Regions from separate parts of the Zea mays genome. Here region 1 is linked to region 2. Evidence: chromatin contacts called from public Hi-C data. All regions are on one chromosome and are shown on one strand. The core of a region is the stretch at or near the end of the contact, and the rest is flanking DNA. Distances in the headings are between cores, read along the strand shown.

Evidence for each region. Hi-C and Micro-C count contacts between places; a contact is called where the count stands out from the background.
Region 1: a Hi-C map of leaf shows a contact between it and region 2, with 5 times the contacts expected there. The contact joins the promoter of LOC100191974 here to the promoter of LOC100192473 in region 2. A contact is called at or near these places in 18 of 25 Hi-C or Micro-C datasets (bundle sheath, ear, endosperm and 5 more) and 1 of 3 datasets of contacts at active chromatin or transcription factors (seedling).

Annotation. Positions count from the first base shown.
Region 1 is chr1:228,467,155-228,472,169 of Zm-B73-REFERENCE-NAM-5.0, forward strand. It overlaps LOC100191974, which reads right to left and starts at 3,692. Exons shown (of 14, transcript NM_001137398.1): 1 at 3,298-3,692; 2 at 2,516-2,638; 3 at 2,329-2,398; 4 at 2,017-2,127; 5 at 1,686-1,769; 6 at 979-1,029; 7 at 419-448. The coding sequence starts at 3,608. It overlaps LOC109943508 (cytochrome b5), which reads left to right and starts at 3,904. Exons shown (of 4, transcript XM_020546725.3): 1 at 3,904-4,143; 2 at 4,275-4,378. The coding sequence starts at 4,292.
Region 2 is chr1:228,339,156-228,344,511 of Zm-B73-REFERENCE-NAM-5.0, forward strand. LOC100192473 reads right to left here and starts at 1,290. Exons shown (of 22, transcript NM_001137693.1): 1 at 931-1,290. The coding sequence starts at 1,146.

The DNA of each region.
Region 1 (5,015 bases), core at 2,442-4,941, 130 kb after region 2:
TGTGAGGAGCAAAAGATCCCTAGCCCCAGCACGACTCCACATATCCTTTTCTTGATCAGCCTTATGAATTGCCTTTTCAATGTTGGGAGATTTTTTATCAAACACACAGCTATTTCTGTGTTTCCAGAGAGTCCAAGCTCCAAGAATAATTAGAGTGTTTAGACCTCGCCTAGCAACCCCACTGATCTGACCACCCACCAAACTCCACCAAACCACAAAGCGTTTTTTGGCTCTCACTATCTAGTGCAAAACGAAAACTAGATTCACTCCGCTCCCACCATTGAGCAGGTCAGATTTTTGCCGTTTGGCTGCACAGGACTGATTCTCGCTGGGAGCGGAGCTGCGGGAGCTCTGCCAAACGCCGTCTCAACCAAACTTCAGGAAAGAAGGCTAAGAAAATAAAATTGATGAGATATACCTGTAGCCCAAGACCCCAGTTATTGAGAGCCTGCAATAAAAAAGGCAATTAAGGAAGCAGCAACACTGGCTATTAAAAAATCAAGATTAGAAATTTCAAGTTGAAGTGATATCTGAACATCTCATTTCATGCATTTGGTCAAATGCTGGTGGAGAGAAATGGACCCAAAAACCAAGATCATTTCACACAAAAAAAATCCTTAGATTAGGTTATAATTTTTTTTGGTGAAGACCACAGGAATGTAAACAATAAGGATAAGTCATGGCAAGCTCTGGTTTCTTTATCAGCAACAAGTTTTTCTTCTTTAATTGATAAAGTAGAACAGAAAAACTATCACTACAAAAGGATGTCATTCTTATTGTTTAAAAATTGTGTGCAACATAACTCTACAAATTCATACTTAACTGTTAACTCTACTGAACCATGATGGTCCTAATATCAGTTATATGTGCACATTGATCGTCCACTTGACTCAAATTGAAGCCTTCTTTTTATTTTATCATACCATCTTCAGTTCTTCACTCAAGTACTCAAGATAAATACAAGGATTTAACACAAACCTGTGGGCTATTCCAATTAAGCTGGACTGCCTTCTCATAATTCAGTATTGCCTGTCAAAGGAAGAAAAGTGTAAATAACGGATGCAATCAAATTTAATCATAAACTAAAAACAACATCAGCATGATTGGCAAGGAAACATGGTAACATTTCAGCTTATTGGCAAGGAATGGAGATCTGTGGATTATTCAAACCCCTTGGGATTTATTGTTTCCCCCCAAATGCTAAGGTTAAAAAATGAAATCCTTTTGGTGAAACTAAACCTTGCAGAGTTGGAACAAGGTTTTCAAGAAAAGATAAGAAATATTGTCATGATATATCACAAAAAGTTCACCGGCTACCGGAGATTTTTTAATGGAAAAAAAACGGTGCCGAAACATGCTGCTTGATACCTGATTTGCTATTGGATAACTTGTGAGCTAGACAGTGAAGTATTATATATCATAATAGATATAACAAGAACAACTTAATATGTGCAACATATATTGCAAGTTCATGTTTATTTAAAAAATCATAAACCCACAATTTGGGTAAAATGTTGCACAGTTTTTTTTTATCAAACAACATAATTGATGAACTGCAGAGAACAGGCACCACAAGGAAACCAAAACAAGATTCAATATTTGACTAAACCTGTTTTACTTGCATTACTCACATAATAATAATTTGGTGTTCAACATAAACAAAGTATAAGAGACATCTCACTAACCTGTTTCCAGAGTTCTTCGGCTTCTTTTGTCCGACCTCGCATTTTAGCCCGATCAGCAATCGCAATAGCCCAGTTATAATATGCCTAAAATAAAAGAGGATGTGTCAAAGCAACATCAAAATATCTGAGACAATTAGAATGATCAACATTGAGCACTATACATTAGAACCATGAAGCTTCTGCAAGGTAAGTTCAATACTTTTCATAGACCATTTGAAAAGTGTGATTGTGATGTTTTTTATTTCTTTTTTTCTGAAAGGGACAAAAGCGCTTATAAACCTTCTATAAATTTGAATTATTTTGATCGGACATAACATAAGTGAGAACTCACATCATAAAGAGTTGGACAAAGCCGGGTAGCTTCAGCATACTTTTTGCAAGCCTCCTCAAGCAATGCATCTTTAGAGGAGCTAGAATTGGGATCCACATTGTCTGCACTCTCCTGAAATAACATTTCAAAAGAATAAGATACAGACTCGCTTAAATCCAAATAGCAATTTTGCAGTGTATATGTAACGTGCATGCTATAAACAACAGCATTCAATCATGGTTGATCACAGCTACGTGTTCACTATATATTAACATGTATAAAAGACCATCATAGTAGGAAAAAGGGAGGTACAAAAGGAATGCACATGTATACCTGGAGGACTAGAGCCCAATTATAATATGCATCAGGGTCATTAGGATTTCTTTCAATTGCATTTACATACCTGCATAACAGAACCTTAAACATGGCAGTAACAAGTAATATAGAGACAGAAAGAACTATATAATATGCAAGCTAATTGTAGCAACACAAAAACTTTAATCAGGCAAGCTAAGCAAACCTTTTGGCAGCAAAAGAAAGAATCCTTTGGCGAGAATGCCCTTCCTCATCAACTCCAGTTACACTATTTATCAAGTCCATCGCCACATCATGGTGGGATGAAAACTGTTGTGTGCTATCTTGGCTGAAATAAATTGAAGAAATCAATAAAAGTTACTGTTTGGGCCATTTCAGTAGGAATTTGTGCATAAGCCAATAAAATAAATGTGAACTAGTTACGTTGCAGCAGCTGTGAACTAATCGTGTACAGAATTACAGAATTTAAGCAGATACAATGATTAATATACCAACAGGTAACAACCATCTGATACCCATTATTCATTATAATGGCGGGAGAGATTTTTCACAGCTTTTCACAAGAAGAAAGGTGCTTCCATATCCATACCTAATAATATAACAATCCTATCCTACCAGAAGATGAGGTGTAGTAGGTTCGCATTAACACCAATTTTTTTCTTTGTTGAAGAAAGATCACCAAAATACCACAATCCATGGTAACAATTGTGCTTGCACATAACCATTCTAATGCAACCAGCATTCACAGCTCAACAATTGTGCTTGTATATAACCATTCTAATGCAACCAGCATTCACAGCTCAAAATATGACGATACAGCTCCACTAAGACAGCAGCTAAACCATCAAAATTAAGCCGCAGCTGCTTAATTCACGTAGCCAACACATCCGACACGAAGTGCTGCTAAAAATGCAATGTCGCAAACCTAACAAGCCACAGTGATCCAGTACACGTAGTGAGATCTAAATGACGCGAATGAGCACAAACCTGTAGAACGAGCCCTCGGCATCATCGGATCCGACCCTGTTCCCATCGCCGAACGCAGATCTCGCGCTGCTGCCGCCAGCAGCCGTCTCGCCATCCTCTTTGAGCTCGCCGAGGAGCTCCCGCATAGTGAACGGGCGGGACCCCTCCGACCCCAGCGCCGCCGTCGCCTCCTCCTGCTTTGCCGTCGCCGATCGCGGCGGCTCCTCCTCCACTTCCTCCTCCTCAACCTGCGGCGGAGGTCCCTCCCCGTCTCGCGCGCCGTTCGCGAGATCCTCCGCACCAGCTGGCCTGGTCTCCGTGGGCTCCTGCATGGTCACTCCTCGAAGCTTGCCCGCGCGGCGGGATCTGGGAGCGGAGCCGCGAGCGCCCGCACGGCCCGGTGGTCTGTCTCCGGCTCTCCGCACCGCAATGAACGGACGGAAACCAGCGCGGGCCGAGCCGCCGAGGTGGGCGTCGCGTCAGCGGAAGGGGAGGGGGAAAGCTTACGTGTCAACGCAGTGACAACCTCTCATAGCATTATGGGCCGAGCCGGGCCTGGAAGTCCAGCACGGGATGGAAAAAAGGCCCTGTCCAGCAGCTGGCTCTCGTCGAGGGGCATTTTGGAACGCCACACACTAGAGCCGTGTGCGGTGCAGACTGCAGCGTGCAGACGGATGGGGTCCAGGGGAATGGGATGGGACGCACCGGGCTCAAATGCCGCCATATCGGGGCCAGGCCACCGAGGGCGGAAGCTGTCCAGATCGCGTGATTCCGCATCCCGTTCGCGAGCGCGACACACGCTGACAGCTCACGGCTGACCTTCCCGACGGCCTCCAGCTCCATCTTGATTCTTGAGGCGAAGCCCCGGTGAGCCAAGCCCATCGGCCAACCACTAGCAATCCAGCTGCTTCCGCTTCAACGCTCCATGGCTCGATTCAGTACGGTTTCGGAATTTGGCTGCGAAGGACTAACTCTTTCGGAGGGGGATTTTGTCTCAGGTGCGTAAGAGTCTGCCATGGCCAGCGAGAATAAGGTCTTTGGGTTCGAGGAAGTCGCCAAGCACAACGTCACCAAGGACTGCTGGATCATCATCGCCGGCAAGGTGCAGTTTTTCTGCTCTGCTCCCATCCTCGGCTCCCCTTTGTGGTGGCATAGGATTTTGGATAACTGTTGGCATGCCTCTGGTGGTTTCATGTACGATACAGTTTTGTGAAATTGTTTGGTGTTCTTGTTGGTGGAATGGTAATCCCTTTCGTTTCCTCTTTGTTTGCAAAGGTTTTACGATCTAAGGAAAGCTTACGACGCTATCTGTTCGATGATAAGGTTCTTGATAAGGTTTTATGGAGAATAATTGATGGTAGACTTGGCTTCTTACAGCAGCAGAATTGAATCAGTTGTGCTGGCATTTATTTCGAATCAGATTTGCTCATTTGCTGAACCTAAACTGGCGTACTGGGGGTGTTTGAATGCACAAGAACTAATAGTTAGTTGGCTAAAAATTGTTAGTAGAATTATCTAGCTAACAAATAACTACCTAACTATTAACCAATTTACCAAAAATAGCTAATAGCTGAACTATTAACTAGGGTGTTTGGATGTCTCAACTAATTTTAGCCAATAATTATTATCTCTAGTGCATTCAAACACCCACTAAAGATGTTTTGGTTTGTCAAATAGCAGCCCTAGTTATTCATCAGTGGGTGACTCAATCCAGGTTCAGAAACCACCTTTTAGATCTA
Region 2 (5,356 bases), core at 40-2,539:
TACTATCATTCTATTTAGGATGAGTTGGACCAATGTGATCTGCTACTAACCCCAAAAAATGAAAACTTTGGATGGAACAAAACTAGAAAATCTGTGCTTAAACAAGCATCCAACCAGTTCTTAGATACACAGCCTCAACAATAAACAGTGATCCCAGATATCAAGTAGAACAATCTATGCTTTATACCATATCATGCTAGCTTATCATCATCAGTTGATCGTATCAATAAAATGTACATGCTACAAGGTCAAAAGATAATAGAATCACTGTCTAAATAGTCTTAAATTTTCCTTAGTCCAATGTGCAGCGCAGAAAATGATGCCATGTGAAATCTAGTAGAATGATAAAAATACCAGAAACTGAAGAAAGAATGGTTAAAAAAACAAATGGCGAATCGCCTCTACAAAAAAAAGATAATGAGTATTTATCATTTTTTTTAAAAAAAAACTGCAAGTTATCTGTGGTCTATCTATAGGACTGCTAAACTGGCATGGAACTCTAGCAGTTTTTAGTCGATGAAAACTCCCAAGGTGACAAGCACCCAAGTACAAGAGTCCCGAGAAAACATTTGAACTCTCCATCACAACCGCCCACGCCTACAATATACCGTGCAAAACAATAATTGCCTTAAAAGTGCTAAAATGCAGGTACATGCCTCCGTTGGTCTTTTCAACTGAGCCTTAAGACTAAGCAATGACTAGTGGCAGACCAAGTAAATGTGATGTCAAAGCAAGATCCGAATTGATCTGGTAAGGGTTACACGGATCAAAACTCAGCCCCGATTTCCAAGCCACCAAATCAAGAGTAAAATCAACTGCAGTCGACCAACGGATCTCACGCTAGATTAAACAGCAGACGGCACCCGCTGGCAGAGCACCGAAGAAAACCCAACGGATTACATGAGGGAGAAGTGCGTCACGGGAGCTCACGATGTTGTTATTGAGCTGATCGAGATCCAGGCACTTGACCGCGACAACACCCTTAGTCGGGAGGAAGATCGCGCGGTACACGACGGCGTGCGCACCGTACCCCACCTCCTCCATCAACCGGTAGTCGGCGGGATTCACAGAGAAGGACGGCGGCCCCGCGGCAGCACCCGCGGCGCCCGAAAACGCCGAGCGCCTCACGCTACCGTTCCTCCCCATGGAACCCGAGGGCCGGAGGTAGCACCCGCCGCGTTATTCCGGCGCAACAGACGGAGCTAGACTCACCCCCCAACGGAGCCGCCTGCCACCGGGGCGTTGACCAGTGTCCCGCGCAGTCGCGCGTGGACGGTGAGAAAGAGAGAGGGGACAGGGGAGAGGGGAGGAGGGAGGGAGCCAGGGAGGAAGAAGAGGAGATAGCGAACGGAAGGACGTTTGGGAAACGAGGTCGTAAAAAGGGCTGAAATTAATTATTTCGTCGGTGACGTGGCGGGGCCGCGGGGGCGAGGCAAGAGGTGCGGTGCGGGACCGACTTGCGGCGATGTGCTGGTAGACAGAAACTCAGAAAGTATGGCTCCTGACAAGTGGGCTCCTGTACTGATGGGTCCTGTTAGCAGAGGCCAGAGGGGCACAACGCGGGAGACTTCAAGAGAGGCGCGTGTCGCCGCCTCCGATGCTGATCATAGATTGGGATTGTCTGAGGAAAGCAGTTGTACGATTTGTCAGCGTTAGTTCAATTTAGGAAGCGAATGTTCTTTAACGAGAATGACTTACGTCAAAAAAGATGTAACTTTATGGTATCCAATAGCTAAAATAAAATTCACTAGTCACTTAGATCTAAAGATCTATATTTTAGTCGTTTTAACTCTTTCTGTTTAAATCTTTAACTTCTAAATGACTAAACTTTAGTCAGTTTTATTTTAGCTACTGTGATAAAAAAACCTTAGATTCAGATTTTGAATAAAATATATTTAAATTAGTTGGTAAAATATATTAGTATTTATAAGTCTAAATAGATATATTATAAAAACATATTCTATGATTAATAAAAAACTATTTATTATACACATTTACACATTTGTCCACTTCAAAAGTTTGGATGGCACATTATCTTTAGAACTAAGGTGGTGTTTGGTTCCCTATGGATTTTAAGAAGTTGGATACTACACGAAATTCATTATAAATCCTATTATCAACTTATGTTGAGATTGTGAGATTGGTTTTCTCACTTGGTCTCTCACCCCTTTTCCTGATGATGAGGGAGTTCCTACAGATGACTTCGCCACTTAGCCTGAGGCACATCCAGCTCAACAGATGCCACCTTCTCCACCTCCTCATCAGCAAGGACAGTACTGGCGGCTCGCACATGGTTATTTTGATTCGTATTTTTAGCAGATGTGGCATGGACTCTAGACTCATATGGATAGACGATTTCAGAGCATGATGACACATGTGGATGGCCGCTTTGATGCTATGCGGTGGCCAATATTCTGTTCTACACAATAAATTCTCCAATGTTGACACCCAGCTGGATGGGGTCCATTCACAGTTTGTTGATCTTCGCACTCATATTCAAGATACTATGCATGATCTCATTATGAGCGGAATAAACAACATGCAACAAAGCTTTTGAGACAATATAGGTGCTATGTCTACTCAATTCGAGACTCTGTCTACCAGTAACAACATTCATTCACTGAATAAGAGGCGGCAACAACTTCAGAATGGCTTAGTCAGTTCACCTACATCTTTGACAGCTTCAGCTCCCACTACTACAGTATGTATCCGTGTCCCCCACCTGGTGTGCAGTGACACCCCTTTGTGGAAATTGATACCAAAGGGGGAGAGAAATAAAGATGGGATCAGGGGGAAGATGGCAATCGGGGGGAGCTCGCAGTGACGCCCCAGTATGTAAGGAAGGTTTGAAAAACAAAATTTACTTTTCTATAAAAATATGCAGTGTTGTCATCAATTACCAAAAAGGGGAGATTGTGAATCATCTAGGCCCCTTAGTGGTGTTTTGGTAATTAGTGACAACTGCTTGTGGACTAATAGTTCTTGGAAAAATAAGAATGCAGGATTGGACCACAGGAAACAGGAAAGTCTTTGAGACGTATAACCATTGGTTATGCATCAAGTGAAGGCAAAGGTATAACGTAGATTTTGTTTTTGTCGGTCATCAGGAGTTCAGAGAAAAATTGATCGGATTACTAGGATGGATAGCCATACTATTAAGAGGGGTCATTGAACTTGATCGGTGTAAAAATTAGTGCCTCATAGAGCATAAAATGTTGCATTTGCATGAGGGCTAACAACGCTTCAGTTTTCAAAAGTCAAAGTCTTCTGTAAAAGCGCAAACTAAAATTACTTACTTTTGTGGTCGACGGACTGTCGGGGCGAGGAGGTCGGATCGTCCGTGACTCTGCCAAAGGTGTCTGCTGGCGCACCTGTCTCTGTGTCCCTGCGCGGACCGTTCGCATGAGCCAAAAAGAGTTTGGGCAGGGACGGTGTGTTTTTTAGTCATTGTACTACAGACTGTCCGGAGTTTTTAGCCGGACAGTATGTGGTCCAGGTGCGGACCGTCCGACCATGGTTGGCGGATAGTTCACCTGTGGTTTTTAAATTGGTTAGTGCTCTAGCATTTCATATTGACAGGTCCCGGACCGTCCGCCCGAGGCGGACCGTCCGGGCTTGCCTTTTTCTGACAGCGCTGACGAGTTTCAAATGGTCTTTATAGCTGTTACTGGTAGAGCGGATCGTCCGGCCATGGGGCGCGGACCGTCCGCATGTGTGTAGAACTTGTGCTAGTTGCACATAACAGCTAGGCTTGTGTTAGGGGCTATAAATAGAAGTGGAGCTCGTGTGTGAGGGCTCTCTTGGCCATTCCTAGCACACATTGAGCTCATTTATGATCATCTAACTCAAACTCTCACAACCATTGCTTGAGATTGCATTCTAGTGAGTGATTGAGAGCTTCTTGTGCTTTTGCATCCTTTGTGATCTTTTGAGGCACTAGGTGGTACACCGGGCAAGCGTCATCGAAATGTTACTCTTGGAGGTTGTCGCCTCCTATACGGCTCGGGTGTTGTCTCCGTCGAGCTCTACGTGAAGATTGTGGAGGATCCGAGTGTTGATTGTGAGGGGTTCACGCCCACCTCGCCAGAGTAGCAAAGGCAGCGCTAGTGTAATCGAGATATTGAGTGAGTTCTTGTCCACTTGGCTCAAAGATCAAGTCGTGTCTTGATAGAGGAGCAAGTGAGAGCTTGAATTCCACCTCAGCGTGGATTAGGGGTGATCGACAAATCACCAATACCACGAGATAAATTTCGGTGTCATTCTCTCACTCTTTACTCATTACTTGCAAGTAGTTAGTAATTTGTGTATTGCCTATCATTTGTAGTGTTGACATAAATTTCTCATCATATTTTGTTAACCTATCAAAGCTAGGAAATTTATATCTTGTTGTTTTGATTTAAATTTCTCTAGTGTCTTTAATTTTAGTTAAAACCGTCTATTCACCCCCTCTAGTCGGTGTCCTAGATCCTACACCATTACTGTGCATGCAAAAGTCCAACACCCACCTTAATCACAAAGATAGCTTGTAAGGAAAATGGACCCCGGGCCATTTGGCTCAATAGGTTTTGGTGTTTGATGATAAACATAACCAGTGGACTAATGTGTTGGCTAGTGTTTATGTTTATAGTTCACAGGATGTGAAGAGGATTGGACTAAAGCATTGAGGATGCAGCACCTCAAAAGAAGACATAAAAAGAGCTCAGAAGTTCAAGACTCAAGAACAAAAGAAGCCCAAAGAATTAGCGAAGAAATCCATAAAGTGGGCAGTCAGCCAGTGCCCTGGTGGCGCACCGGACAGCGCACAGTACCTGTCCGTTGTGCACCGGACTGTCCGGTGGGACACCCGGACAATCTACGTAGAGAGGCCCAAAACGAGCGCTCTCGGGCTGTAGCACCGGACTATCCGATGTGCACTAGACAGTCTGGGTAACAGTTAGATCCAACGGTCGACTGCTACAGACCCCAACGGTCGGCTAACGTGGTAGGCACCGGACAATGAACAGTATATGTCTGGTGCGCACCGGACTGTCCGGTGTGCCCGTCGACAGAAAGCTACTGCTTTCTTTCCAATGGCTAGAAGTGTGGGGGAGTGAAAGTCGCCTAGAGGGGGGTGAATAGGCGAAACCTGAAATTTATAACTTTAAACACACACTACAAGCTGGGGTTAGCGTTAGAATTAAATTCAAGTCCGAAGAGAGAGGAAAACAAATCAAACAAGAAACAAGGCGAGTGACACGATGATTTGTTTTACCGAGGTTCGGTTCCAAATAACCTAGTCCCCGTTGAGGAGGTCACAAAGGCCGGGTCTATTTCAACCCTTTCCCTCTCTCAAACGGTCACTTAGACCGAGTGAGCC